Regions from separate parts of the Mus musculus genome. Here region 1 is linked to region 2. A link is a contact called in public HiChIP or PLAC-seq data. All regions are on one chromosome and are shown on one strand. The core of a region is the stretch at or near the end of the contact, and the rest is flanking DNA. Distances in the headings are between cores, read along the strand shown. Region 1 overlaps Ncam1 (neural cell adhesion molecule 1). Region 2 overlaps Tmprss5 (transmembrane protease, serine 5 (spinesin)).

What was found. HiChIP or PLAC-seq counts read pairs in DNA pulled down with a chosen protein or histone mark.
Region 1: a contact with region 2 is called in an H3K27ac HiChIP or PLAC-seq map of embryonic stem cells, with 2.7 times the contacts expected there. The contact joins two enhancer-like sites. A contact is called at or near these places in 1 of 115 datasets of contacts at active chromatin or transcription factors (embryonic stem cells) and 1 of 9 other capture datasets (liver).

Annotation. Positions count from the first base shown.
Region 1 is chr9:49,529,889-49,536,429 of GRCm38.p6, forward strand. All of the region lies in intron 13 of Ncam1 (neural cell adhesion molecule 1), which reads right to left. All of the region lies in intron 2 of Gm11149 (predicted gene 11149), which reads left to right. Among named protein-coding and RNA genes, the nearest start is that of Gm11149, 15 kb to the left of the region's middle. Within about 2 kb of position 4,418, at least 66 of the 459 cell types and tissues checked have an H3K27ac peak or open chromatin away from gene starts, as enhancers often do. A contact at or near this core is called in embryonic stem cells, where this site is marked.
Region 2 is chr9:49,107,321-49,114,573 of GRCm38.p6, forward strand. It overlaps Tmprss5 (transmembrane protease, serine 5 (spinesin)), which reads left to right. Exons shown (of 13, transcript NM_001359460.1): 5 at 1,682-1,817; 6 at 2,022-2,135; 7 at 4,148-4,191; 8 at 4,868-5,030; 9 at 5,804-5,982; 10 at 7,174-7,253. Among named protein-coding and RNA genes, the nearest start is that of Tmprss5, 8.2 kb to the left of the region's middle. Within about 2 kb of position 3,606, at least 30 of the 459 cell types and tissues checked have an H3K27ac peak or open chromatin away from gene starts, as enhancers often do. A contact at or near this core is called in embryonic stem cells, where this site is marked.

The DNA.
Region 1 (6,541 bases), core at 3,168-5,667, 420 kb after region 2:
GCCTTAACCTCTCTTCTCTTCATTCAGTGTTTCATGATGGAACATAGTAAATAGCGTCTGGCTGATGGGCAGAGTTTCCGGTACTTGTTAAAAGCATCCCAGGCGATTTTGGGTAGGAGCAGATGGATAGAGAGTGGAATGGGGAAACACCTGACTTCATCAGCTGTTCTATGTACGATCCACTAACAAGAGCGATACTATTAGTTTATTTAAAGCATCTGAAATCAGGCCCAAGTCACTTAAATCCTTACTAATGACCAGGGGAGGGAGGTGGGAGCTGCCCTTAAAAAGCTTCACTCTCTTATTCTATAAATTTTACTTGCGCTAACTTCTCTTATCCCTCCTCCCTTTTTTGGGTTTTGTTGACCACTCCTGAAGATGGACCTCTCTTCAGGAGTGAACAAATTTCTTAGTTTCAATGCTGTGCTCCACTTTATCCTGAATCACAGCAGTGCACTGCAATAGCCAAATTTGTTTTTAAAAATCTCATCAAATTTCAAATTCAAACTTCAACATCTGCATACACTTAGCATCCTACAGGGAAGTCCCAGGGGCTATTTTTCTAGACCACTAACCATTTAGCAGTCACCATGACTCTGAAAGATGTCTACCCCTGCTGGAAGCCAACTTAAAGGAGAGAAAAGTCAATATATTTGGGGCAGGGAGTCCCAAAATCTTTAAGATTTAGTAATCTTAAACTTCCAATATTCTCTTTCCAAAGACTGACAGATTCAATACCAACTTTTAACATAGATCAAATTATTACTGTGGCTTGCAAGGTTTTTGGGACTTTTCTATTTCGTTGCATACCACGTAAAATATGAGACAAGTCATTGTTGGAGATGAAGGTGCCTCCTCTGCAAGTCCAGGAGTCTGGGTGTAAATGGGACTGGCTTTAGGGTCATGTTGCCACAGCTACAAAGAGGAAGTCCTCAGTGACTGTGAATGGAGGGAGGAGGAGAGGGGATACACACAAGGTAACAAATACAGGGAGTGTGACTCAGACCAGGAACAAAGACCATGCAAGACAAGCTACTGTGATTTTGACTCTGTGGATGTCGCCCAATCAATTCTCAGAGAAATGAGGTCAGAGGTGAGGTCAAATGGAGGGGAGGCTCTTGCATGCGCAAGCACACTGGGTGGTTATTGGTGTTAGTCTGGCTACGTGATCACTGCAGCCTGTATGTGTCTTTAGGGTGTGATGCGAAGTAACACTTTAGTTAGGAGAGAACAGAATGCCTGTGACTCCCAGGGGAGGCTCTGAACAGGTCTGAGTTCAGTGGGGGAAGCTGAGAGCCGACGCCTCCTTCTCTCTTGATGGTGAGTGAGAAATGCTTTAACAAGGTTGTGACAGGCGCAATATTAACTAATTATTTCGTCACCGTTCTGCGCTTCATCAGGCTATAATTTTATTTCCTTTTCTGTAGGGTCAATCATGTGCTTCTTGATTACACGGAGACTTCCAGTCACTGTTAATTGCCAAGTGACTTTTGCTTGATTTGTGCCCCCTGCTTGGGGGAGGGCCACTTTGGGGAAGTGACACCTCAGTCATCAATCCAAATTCTCACTTCAGAAAAGTCCTCCATTTATGCAAATCTCGTGAAGCACTCTCGGGTTTTACAGGAGAGCAACCTTTGCACGGATCTCTCTCTCTTCCTGGAGCATTTCAAGGTTGCAAAATATTTCCAAAGGGGTTGTAACACATTTTGCAGAAATTGTAGTTGATGGAGCTACTGGATACACAATTAAGCAAAGAGGCTAATTTTCAAAGCATATTTCTGGGAAATAATGTTTATGAAGGTCTGTTAAAAATTCAAGTTCCCCCACTGTGCTGTGACTAACATGGCTTTACTGAGAGGGCAGTTGGTATGACCAGATTTCTTGAGGGAAAAATATTAAACTAAAGGCTGTCAAGTTATCAAATTGCCATGTCAAGGTTGCAAGGACTGTTGAATTCTAGACATGAATTGATGGCAAGAGCAAATCTTTCAAATGTCTTTGCTGTATCTATTGGAGACAGGGAGAAAATTCGTGCCAGGCTGTGGCTCCAGGTTTATTCCTCTAATCAGAACAAAGAGCTTTTACCTTCTGTTCACCAGCGTGGACGACATCATCAGCACCATGCAAGCCACATGACAAAGTCACATGATACGCACGCACATGATTGGTTGAAAGGAAAGTGGAGGAGGTCACATGAAAAATACAAAAAAATTAAAAACTGATGTAAACAATGGGCAGGGAGAAAAAAACCAACAACAAAATCACAGACTAAATAAAAGGAGAAACCAAATTAAATTAGCAGCTTATATAGGAAACATCGGGAGGGCAGACATATTGCCCAGAAAGAGGAGAATCACAAACTATATAGCGCATTTAGTTAACAACACCAGTAAGCATTAGATACAGTTGCAACATTGCATATTAATACCACACCAAGGAGCATGAACACTTTTAAAATGAGGGGGTGTTTCCATCAAGGCCCAGATGCCAATCAAGGTCAATCCCAGAGCCTGTTAAAGGGAAAGAAAAACAACAGCAAATTATTTATTCACAGAAACTGGACCGGTCTCAGCATCCTTGGGGGAAGTGATGGCAGTGAGCCTTAGGTCATCAGGGAAGGGTCCTGAAAGAATAATAGATTGTGTTTAATTAGTGAGAGTCATTCCGTGTTTGTCCTGGTCAAATAGGAGAGGGAGATGACTGAAGGACCCTGGGTAGATTCTGGCCAGAAAGGGACAGCTTGGAGGGTCTAATTCCACTTCCTTATGGCACACTCGTGATGTTCTTAACACCCTATGGGACTCCACAGAGTCAAGGCACACAGAAACGGAGAAGGCCACAGAGGTAAAGGACTAAGCACCTTCTTGGCAACTGAGGCTACGGCTGCATTAATACCAAATAGCAGGAACCAGCCCTGGTCCAGCACACAGAGGGTGGCATTAACCACACACTTGACTACTCATGGATCCAATGCTGCCTTCAGAGTTGCCAAGACTACATGGATAAGACAGGATCTCGAGGTTTACGGTGTAAACCAGGGTTTCAGTTCACCTATGTTCCTTTTGCCATGTGCTTTACCCCACATTACAGTTTGTGACTGAATGACCGACCCTAAGAGTCTTAAGTTTCCTAATTGTAACTTTCACAGGCCTGGGTGTTGGGGGAAGGAAGTTCTAGCTTTTGACAGTTGAGGTTAAGAGAAAAGGGAAAAGATGTAAGGTCAAGACATCTTTTGAAAGCATGCTTCTGTTGAATGAGCGAGAAGCGCTTTAGCTGTGAGTGTCATATCCCTGTCCCACTGTGAGCTGACAGAATGCACGGTCTTATGGTCTATCATGACACAGGTTCTTCCCAAGCAAGCCTGGAAGGGCTTATATGTGACAAGTAGTTTCTCTTGATACGCTTTATGAAAACTTCCTTCACCTATGGTTATAAACAGATTATTACCACACATAGATATACACACACACACACATATACACCACACACACACACACACACACACACACACACATACATATACACTCAGAAACACACATACACACAACTACACCTCTGTAGGAGATATTATTTAATTTCACCCGTGTTGTCTGACTGACTGACGGAGTTCTACATGACCCCAGCTACTCGGCTTCCTTTGCACGGTGGCTCACATCCTCTGCATCTTGATCCTATGGTGACTAATACATTCCTGCTAACTCAGGCTGCTGCCAATCGGGATACCCTATGCTTTATCTCACTGTCCTCTGGGACTTATGATTTGGGTCAGTAGTCAAGTGGTTCAAATAAAACAGACTCCAACCTCCTGCTCAGATTTCACAACTAAGCATCTTATCTGTGGGTAGAAATGTCTGAAGAAATATAAAAACCGAAACACCCGTCAGGGGAGAAATATTTCATTCCTCTTCAGGAGAAGTCTGGAGCCAAGATTGTGTTTCATTGACAGACAAGACCAAAGATGCAAAGCGGTGTCTCAAACAGGACAGGGTTGTGCAAATGGGTCCTGTAGCTTTCTCCTATTTCCTGGGACTTATATAGCAGGAGGGATGGGGGCGGGGGGAGGGGGGAGGGGGGGAGGGCGGAGCCACTGTGGTAGAGGGGAGTAGTTAGAAGAATTCCTCTTTCAAATGCAAATACACCACAAACAAACAAGAAAACCCTCCAACCCGTGCAAATGAGCCCAGCTTATTGTCATGCTTGTTCCTCTCACAAAACCAAACCACAAAGGCATCAGGAACTGAAAGTCATTGCAGCCACACACAGAGGACCACTGAGAAAGCAGCCCCCGTAGCTGTCTACCACAGGAGGAAAACAACAACAACAAAAAAAACCATTCCATGCAGTATACACAACCAGGAAGCACGGTTCTCCCCTCTTTAATTATGTATGGGAGGCCTTAGCCAGGGTGTGGGAGCTGAACTCCGTAGACCCGTCATCACCTGCCTTAGCTGACTGCTGCTTGGTGGGAGGCAGGACCAGCTCTCCCTGGCCTCCAGCCTCAAGTGCTGTAATATACACAGTCACAGTGCAAAGGCTCTTGTTGCCTAGCCGAGGGCCTTAGGCCCCCAGCACCCATGTGGCCTCACATCATTAAGGCCAGCCTGGATGCCTGCAGCTCGGACTCAGCCAGGTTTTCAGGCTAGTCTAGGGGGATGCTCTTGTCCCTTGGATCCTACTGTCTGGAGAGGACGTCTAGCCCTTCCAACCCAGCAGCCTAGGAGGTGGCATTGTTCTATTATTTTTCTAGCACCAAGTGTTCGGGGGACCAGAATGAAGGGGGACAGAGCTACAGGCTCTGTTGTGAGACACGGGCTGCCATGTTGTCAGGGGCACAGGTCCTTCTCCTTTTCTCTGAGCAGCTCTCTCCACTTCCTCTGGTTTCCTCTTGCTCCCAGGCCTTCCTCACTTTATTATATTGCGCTCTCTCTCTCTCTCTCTCTCTCTCTCTCTCTCTCTCTCTCTCTCTCTCTCTCTGTGTGTGTGTGTGTGTGTGTGTGTGTGTGTGTGTGTGTGTGTACGAGCACAATCCCATGAGGCATGAACAGTAAAACTGTGGGAAGGAGTTGCCATACTTTGCTCCCCCCCCATGTTTTCCCAATTCTTTTCTGTTTTAAACACAAATGTCAATATGGAAAGGTCTCCACAAGCACAAACAGCCACCCCTTATTCTTTTGGAGGCGACTCCATTTGCTTTCTTGGCTAAACAGACAGCATGCTTAGAAACCACTCAAGGCTGGGAGCCTCCATGCAGTCACACTGTAGACTGTGCTACTGCGAGCAGAGCAGAGGCGCTGCCCAGAGCAGCCGGCTCTGTACTCACTAGACAGGTCTGTGGTTGGAAGGACAGGAAGAGGCCAGGTTGCTATGGAAACATGAAGGTTGGAAAGGGCACTAAATGGTGAGGGCCAGAAAGGACATAAAACTCACATACCCAAAAGTACAAATTATGCATATCAGTGTGTGTATGTATATATATATATACACACACGTATGTATCAGAGACATATATATATATATATGTGTGTGTGTATATACACACACACATATGTATCAGAGACAGTGCGTCAGTCACTCATTCCTATTGCCCCAATTTATCAATATTAATATAAATATTTTGGAGAGCTTATCAAAGATAATCTTTTTTTTTTTTGCTTACAAAGGACTCATGCAGCAAGAGATAAGATATCCCCAAATACTTTTTTGGTTAAATCCAGTTACTAAATGCTGGACATTATATTTTGTGTACTTTTCATTTCTTTCTTTCTTTCTTTCTTTCTTTCTTTCTTTCTTTCTTTCTTTCTTTCTTTCCTTCCTTCCTTCCTTCCTTCCTTCCTTCCTTCCTTCCTTCCTTCTTTCCTTCTTTCTTTCTTTCTTTCTTTCTTTCTTTCTTTCTTTCTTTCTTTCTTTCTTTCTTTCTTTCTTCTTTACAAATATGCATACCATAAAGGGGAGTCTATCTTTAGTTTTGGAGATAAGAAATCTGAGATTTGGGGATTCCGAAGAGACTCCTCTGTGGTCATGAGGTCACAGGTCGAAGGTCAGAGCAGAGACTGGAGCTGCTGGCAGGCTGCTTCCGAGGCCACAGGGCATAGCTTGGATTGAGATGGTAGGGAGGATTCTTATTCAAAATGATGGGAAGAGAGATTGAGGCTGAGTCCAATCCATGGGGGCTTCTGCAATATTATGGAGAATAAAGCCATCTAGGCAGGGCCATGCTGCTGTGTGCTGCTCTGGGCTTGTGGGGACATCACCCCAGACATTATTCATTTAATGTCTCACGTTGTCACCCTCACCCCGCAGCCTTACCCTCCCCCTACTAGAAAGCCAGGTTCAAGTTTCCAAAGAGTGGACCTGTTCCACTCCTCCAGATTCAAAGAACTAAAGTATAGCACAGTAAAGAGAATTGAGAGGAAAAAACCAGGCTCCCCCAATGTGACAAAGGCCCAGCTGGGTCGGTGAGGCCCGCCCAGGGTAAGCAAAGCAGAGCTTGATAAATGCTGTAATCTTTGTTATTTTCTTTACGATGGTTATGCAGCGGGAG
Region 2 (7,253 bases), core at 2,356-4,855:
GAATGGGGCTCAGCTCCTTGTCTCTAGAGGACAAGGAGCTGAGCTCTGCAGCACTGAGCTCGGATTTAGGGTTTGCAGGCTCCCCTGAGGAGTCCTCTAACCTTTAGCTGGTGTGTGGTTAGGAGGCCAGGCCAGTAGAGAAATGGAAGCTTGTCATTTGGGGTAGTGTGAGCTAGCAATGAGGGGTTGGGGGGAGAGGAGCTAGTGGTACGGGGTGGCAGTGTGTGAACAACAGGGCCACTAGAACATCTGGGGACATCACTCCATATTGTCTCCTGACTGCCTCCACTGTCCATTCTTCCAGGTAAGAGGTGGGGTTCACAGAGTACAATGCTGTCCAAAGACTGGATGCTAGAAAGAGTTACAGAAGTTAGATCAAGCCTGGGGTTTTCTCATATTTTTTTGCTAGATGCATGGCCTTGGGTACATTATTTCTTTGAGCTTCTATTTCTTTCTATGCACAGTGAAAATGAAAAGTATTTACTGCGTACACTTGTAGCAAGAAAGCATGAAAACTCATAAAAGAAGCTTAGTTGTGAGCTTTTGTATCTGTCATCTGGCCTGCCATAACAAAGCACTACAGACAGGGCAGGGTGTGTGTGTTTATTTTCTCACAGAGTGGATGCTAGACATCCAGTTACAAAGAGCCGGTAGCTTGGTTCCTGGCTCCCCACAGAATCCTCCTATAGTATCTTCTGTTCTGGGAAGTGGGGAAGGAAAGAATGAATGAGCTGATGTCTCCTATAAGGACACTGGCCCACCTGGACCAGCACCCCAGGTCCTCATTTCATCTTTAAGTGTATAATGCATCCAAGCTGGCCTCTAACTCAGTATTCAAGCCGAGGATGGGCTTGAATGCAGGATCCTCCTGCCTCTACCTCCAGAGTGTAGGGATTACAGGCAGGTTCCACCACACCCAGCACTGGGAATTAAATCCAGGACTATGTGCATGCTAGGGAAGCATTTTGTCAATGAAGCTGTAGAACAAGGCCCTTTGTTTAATCTTAATTATCTTATTCAAGACTCTGTCTCCAAACACAGTTACACTGACTGAAGGAGAGGGGAGGGAGGAGGGAGGAAGGGAGGGAGGGAGGGAGAGAAAGAGATTGAGAGAGAGAATCTATAACAACACGGGGGAAAAGTAGTTTATAAATATTAAATATTATTGTCATAATTTTTGGCTTATGTCCTGGTTCCATCCCTTGTTGATCTTATGGTTGCCTTCACCTTTGTGCCTCTATATCTGCTCTGTTGAGGGAGGTAACTGCCTTCTTGTAGGGCTGTTGTGGTTAAGAGTATGGCAGGACACCCCCCTTTTTTTTTTTTTTTTTTTTTTTTTTTTTACTTTGTGTGTGTGTGCTTGTGTGCATCTGCCACTGAATGAATGTGGGTGTCAGAGGACAATTTGTTGGCTTTCTTTCGATCACCTGGGCTGTGGGGGCTCAGTCCAGGTTGTCAAGGTTGACAACAAGTGTCTTTATCTGCTGAGTCATCTCACTTGCCTCAGAGCACCTTTTAAAGTGCACGGTCAAAACACGGGACTGAAATATCTACAACAAGGTAGGTTTTGTTTTCAGAACTGACCAGACACCCAGGGGAGCAGGGAAGCAGACCTGGGGTGACCCACGTGTCCAGCTCCTCTGGACTGGGCGGCAGGAGGGTTTTCACATGAGGGTTTTAGTATCTTTCAGAATAAATGGAGAGGATCTTCTGCTTCAAGTACAAGTAAGAGCTCGGCCAGACTGGCTCCTGGTCTGCCACGAGGGCTGGAGCCCCGCCCTGGGCATGCACATCTGCAAGAGTCTTGGGCATATCAGGTAACAACCAGACTTGCAGGGCTGGATGGCATGTGGGGGGGGGGGGCTGGAGTTGGGACTATGCCTTCAGAAATCGCCTTCATGCTCTGGCCCATTCACAGTGCTGTCGCGTCTGTCTCACGCACAGTGTGGTTCTGACCTCCTGACCTCACTCATGCCTTAGTTGGAAGCCGACTTCCTCCTGTTTTCTCTTCTTCTGCCCAGGCTTACTCAACACAAGGCCGTGAATCTGTCTGACATCAAGCTCAACAGATCCCAGGAGTTTGCTCAACTCTCTGCTAGACCGGGAGGCCTTGTAGAGGAGTCATGGAAACCCAGGTAGGGCTTCTGTGGGTTAGGTGAGTGGTGGGCAGGCTAGAAAGATCTTCCTGCAGGGGAGCCTGATGGTGAGGGTGTGGGCAGAGAAGAACATTTCCCAGTCAGAGGCAACAAACCTGGGTCACATGCCCTGTTATATGGTATTTATCTCACACGAGAAATGCAAGGCTTGGCATGTAACTCTGAGGCTGTAGAGTGCTTGCCTAGCATATAAAGCCCTGGGTTCAATCCTTAACTGAATAAACTGTGAGGTGTTGTTGCTTAAATTCTAAGCAGGAGGTAGAGGCAGGAGCGTCAGCAAGCTCATCACAATAGAGTTTGAGGTTAGCCTGGGATTCAGGAAACTATCTCAAAACAAATAAACAAACAAACAAGCAAGCAAGGAAGCAAACACACACACACACACACACACACACACACACACAGAGCCTAAAACCAAAGCCAAAACCACCCTCCTCCCAAGATTGTTAGTTCCTGGGACAGGATTCAGAATGGTCCCCTTCCACCCCCTCTGTTGGCTTTATGTTGCTTTGACCAAATACGTCGTGAAAGGCAGTGTAAGGGAAGAAAAGCTTCTTTGCTTCACAATTGTAGATGGTTCAGCCAGTGATTGCTTGGCTCCCTGTGCTAGGTCAGAGCATCATGGCGACAGGAAAGGGTACAGGAGGAGGCTGCTTATGTGGACAGAAGAGGGAGGGTTCTGGGCTTAGGATAAGCTATAATTCTCAAGGACACGCCTCCAGTGACCCGCTTCCTCTAGGTAGGCTCTACTGCTTAAAATCGCCAGAACGTCTAAAAACAGTGCCACGGGCTGAGGGCCAGGCACCCTGCCGGTGAACTTTTGGTGGGTCATTTTGTATTCAAACCATAGTTCACTTTTAAAGGTAGGGAAACTGAGGCTCAGCGAGGTTAAACAGCCTTATCCAAGGCAGTATGACCAATAAACAGCCAATCTGGGGCCAGGCTCACGATACCAGGTCAGGGGACCCATGTGGCTATGCTTGACTTGCATAATTCTTCTGTCTCAGCAGAAAAGCAAATGAGAGCATCCCAAAGAAAGAGTCTCAGAATGGACCACACCTCTCACTATACCCCAGGCAGCACAAGCTGGGAGGTCTTTGTCCGGCTTAGGCTCCTTCAAACTGCCTGAAGCCTCGAGGGTGTGGGCAGGCAGAAGCCTCAGCTCCACTCTTAGAAATGCACTGGAGGCAGAGTGACGGACCCCAGCTGTCCCTTTTTCTTTGTGGAATTCCCAAGTCCTCCAGGAGGGCAGAAGGGCTACAGGGTTAGGAAAGCAGAAGCCAGGGAGTGAGTTGTCGGAGGGAGGGAAGAGATGGGAAGGGCAAGGCAAGAATGTAAGATCAAAAAAGGCAGTTGGGTTTTATGCTAAGGGGCAGGAAGGAACACAAGAAGAAAAGAATGTCTATGCAGGCCCTGGATAAAGGGCCTGGGACAGAGAAGAGGCCCGGCCTGGAGGAGGCCTGGGTGGAGGGCTCTTTTCATTCACAACACCATGGCCATTCATGAGCACCTATTTACTCAGAGCAATGGAAACAGCTGGACTTTCTCATCTGTCAGTTCTCTGTGGTAAATATGGATCCTATCCAAGCAGATCTTCCAGGACTGTGAAGGCTTTCTGTTTCCCTCTGGATGCTGGGGTGGAATGGGCAGGCTGCTGTCCTGGGATGGACCCGGTTGTTTGTGAAGGGTGGGAGAAAACAGTAAAAATGGTGGCATCTTAAGGTTGGGACTACAGGATGGCTTTAAGAACCACAGAGCTAGGACGATTGTGGTGGTAAAGGCCTGTAACCCTAGCACTTGGGAAGCCGTGGCAAGGTCAGACCATTCTTGGCTAGAGAGTGAGTTTGGGGCCAGCTTGGGCCCCATGATATACTGTCTTAAGAAGGCAAAGTAAAACTGTGAGGGACCCCCTGACCACTCCCCATACCCTTGGGTATACGTGGCCTTTATGTGGCACCACCCAGCATCTTAGGAACACCCCTATTTTGCAGCGCTAACTGTCCTTCTGGCCGAATTGTTTCTCTCAAATGTTCTGGTGAGTCACATCCTGTGATCAGGAAGTTGGTGGTGAGAGGGAGGGAATCTTTCAGTTCTCCCGAGTGCGGAATTGCTGTATGGAGGGGCTCACTCAGGTTCCTGTGTGTGTGCATATGAGTTGGGTTGGGGGTGCCCTTGCCTTTCTGTTGGGCTCCTTTGCAGATACAACCTGCTTAAATAGAGTCCTTTGCTGTCTCCATCATGTGTCCCATCAGCCCCTGTGCTGGGCCGATGGTCTCTCTACTTCACTTCTGCCACTCTCTGCCCCTTCCTTCTGAAGAAGGATGCCTCTAAGTGGCATTATTACTGGTTGCAAAGATGCAAACTCTTAGTGGCTTCAAGAGACTAAGGGGTGGGCAGTACATTAGAGCCAAGTGATAAACATTGCACAGGGTTCCTTCACTCACTTTCCCATACACCTGCCTATTCATCAGTCTGTTCTCAAACCCAACATGCCTGGGCACTTTGATTTGTACAGTGGGATGGGCATTAGAGCTCCATCGACCCCATAGACATGGTCCCTGCTCTCCGCAGGTGCACAGGCGAAAGTAACCAATATAGTTATCTTCCTGTCCCCCTATTTATATTAAGAATAATAGAGATGAGCTGTCTACCCCAGCCCTCCCTCTGCACTCGGCACTTTTTCTTTCTATCCCAGCCTTTTCTGTTTGCAGAGTGTGGGGCAAGGCCTCTGGCTTCTCGAATAGTTGGCGGCCAAGCTGTGGCTTCTGGGCGCTGGCCATGGCAAGCTAGCGTGATGCTTGGCTCCCGGCACACGTGTGGGGCCTCTGTGTTGGCACCACACTGGGTAGTGACTGCTGCCCACTGCATGTACAGGTGAGTCTTGGTGGTGGATGGGGGGTGGGGGTGGGTGTGAGTCACAGTCACCTTTCTGTTTGTCACTTTGTATGTCCTGACTAAAATCTCTGTTTCTAGCTGTCTGTCTCCAGGAAGTGAGGGCAATGTCCTTGTTTAATGCCAAGTTCAGCTCTGCATCAATAGCAGCCATAACACAAAGACTGGTTCCTTATGTTCCCTGTCCTCTATGTGTGTATGCATATTCCCTTGTATGTGCATGTATATGCATGTGTGTATGTGTGCTCTTGTGGGTATGGATGTGCACGTGGAGGCTAGAAGTCAGTGTCAAGTGACTCAATTGCTTTCCACCTTATACTCTTTAAGATTTAATTTTAAATTATGCGTCCATGTCTACATCTTTGTGTGTGTATGTGGGTCGTCCAGCACACTCCAGGAATCTGCCTATCTCTGCCTCCCTAGTGTTAGATTATGGACATATACAACGGTGCCTGGCTTTTTATGTGGGTGTTGGGGGATCTGAACTCAGCTCCTCACGTTTGGATGGGGAAAGCACTTTGCTGACTGGACTGTCTTTCAGTCCAGCACCTGAGCAACTTCTGCATGCCCAGTGTCTTGCCAGCCACTGGGGATAATATTAAGAAACATGATTTCTGGGTTCCAGGAGCTTCCCGGCTTGAGACAGTGGTCATTAATGGTTTCCCTAGGGAGTTCCCTCCACCTACCACCTTACTTCTATCCACCTTCCCTTCACCTTTCCTCCCTCCCTGGGCTCAGTAGGTTTCTATGTGCAGTTTCAGGCTGTCCCGCCTATCCAGCTGGCGGGTTCATGCAGGGCTGGTCAGCCACGGTGCTGTCCGACAACACCAGGGAACTATGGTGGAGAAGATCATTCCCCACCCTTTGTACAGTGCCCAGAACCATGACTATGATGTGGCTCTGCTGCAGCTCCGGACACCAATCAACTTCTCAGGTGAGGCTCTGGCCTTGGAATGAGCAGGCTGGGTGCAGTGGTGTCTAAGGCACAAAGACTGATGGGAGGAACGGTGAGCCGACTCCCAAGACTTCCTGTAGCACTGCAGATCTTAAGCCCATCATGGGGATGATAGGGTGTGTGTGTTTTCCTGAGAGTGAAATCACACTTACAAGGCCCTTTCCACAGTAGGGCTGCAGGTGGCATTTGCTTTGAGTCCTAAGCAGAACTTTACTTGTGCTTTTGCCACCAGTAGCTGGCTCCACTCATGTTCCCAGGCTGGATCCAAGTCCAGCCACTTTGTGACACATTACAGGAAAAGAGATTTCTTATTTATTTATTTATTCTCTCAAACCGCATAACGACTTCGATGAAGAAATCATATACAGACAAGAACACTGACATTTCGAGAAGGGTAAATAGACCCCTGAGTCCAGGGCCAGGGCTCTTCCTGCCACAGTACTTGCCCAACAAGGGTCTCCCTGAAACCACCTGCCTGCATGCTCTGACATACCTTCTCAAGAAATACATAAGTCGATAGAAACACGCACATGTGCACGCACTCACAGTCCCAAACACACACATTTATGAATTCACAAACACAGATCTGTAATTTGAAAACAAGATAGTCTTAAAATTCTAGGTTGGGAGACTTCTGTAAAAGTTGAGGAGCCAGGGTTGCCTTCTAGTTAGATGGGAGAGTGACAGCATCATGATGGGTGTGGTCCAACACCAACTGGAATCTTTCTCCCCGATGCAGTTACAAGGAAGTGTGTCTATGTTGTGGAATGCCAATGTACGACTTAAAATCATATTTGGTTCCACTCATAAAATATGTCACACACTTCTGGAAGTATAGTCCCAAGAAGGGCCAGTCATTCTGGAGGAGACAACCCATTCTCACAAATGGTCTTGTTAGAAATTTGGTATTCAGCAACAGAAGAATCTCCATTCTCCCTCCAGCCCCCAGGTTGGGGCAGGGCAGCGAATTCACTGCCCACCTCTAGAGGGTGCCATACTGTCACCCCCCTCCCCAAGGTGGTACATTGTTCAACCTCTTTGTCTAGTAAGCTTGGTGGTAGAGGCTAGGTCCCAGGACGGTTGAGAAGCGGAGGAGGAGAGTCTTCACTCAGGCTCTGCAGGAGAGAAGCCTAGCCTGAGCCAGGACCAGAACTATGTGTTTCTCCACAGACACCGTGGGCGCTGTGTGCTTGCCGGCCAAGGAGCAGCACTTTCCATGGGGGTCGCAGTGCTGGGTGTCTGGCTGGGGC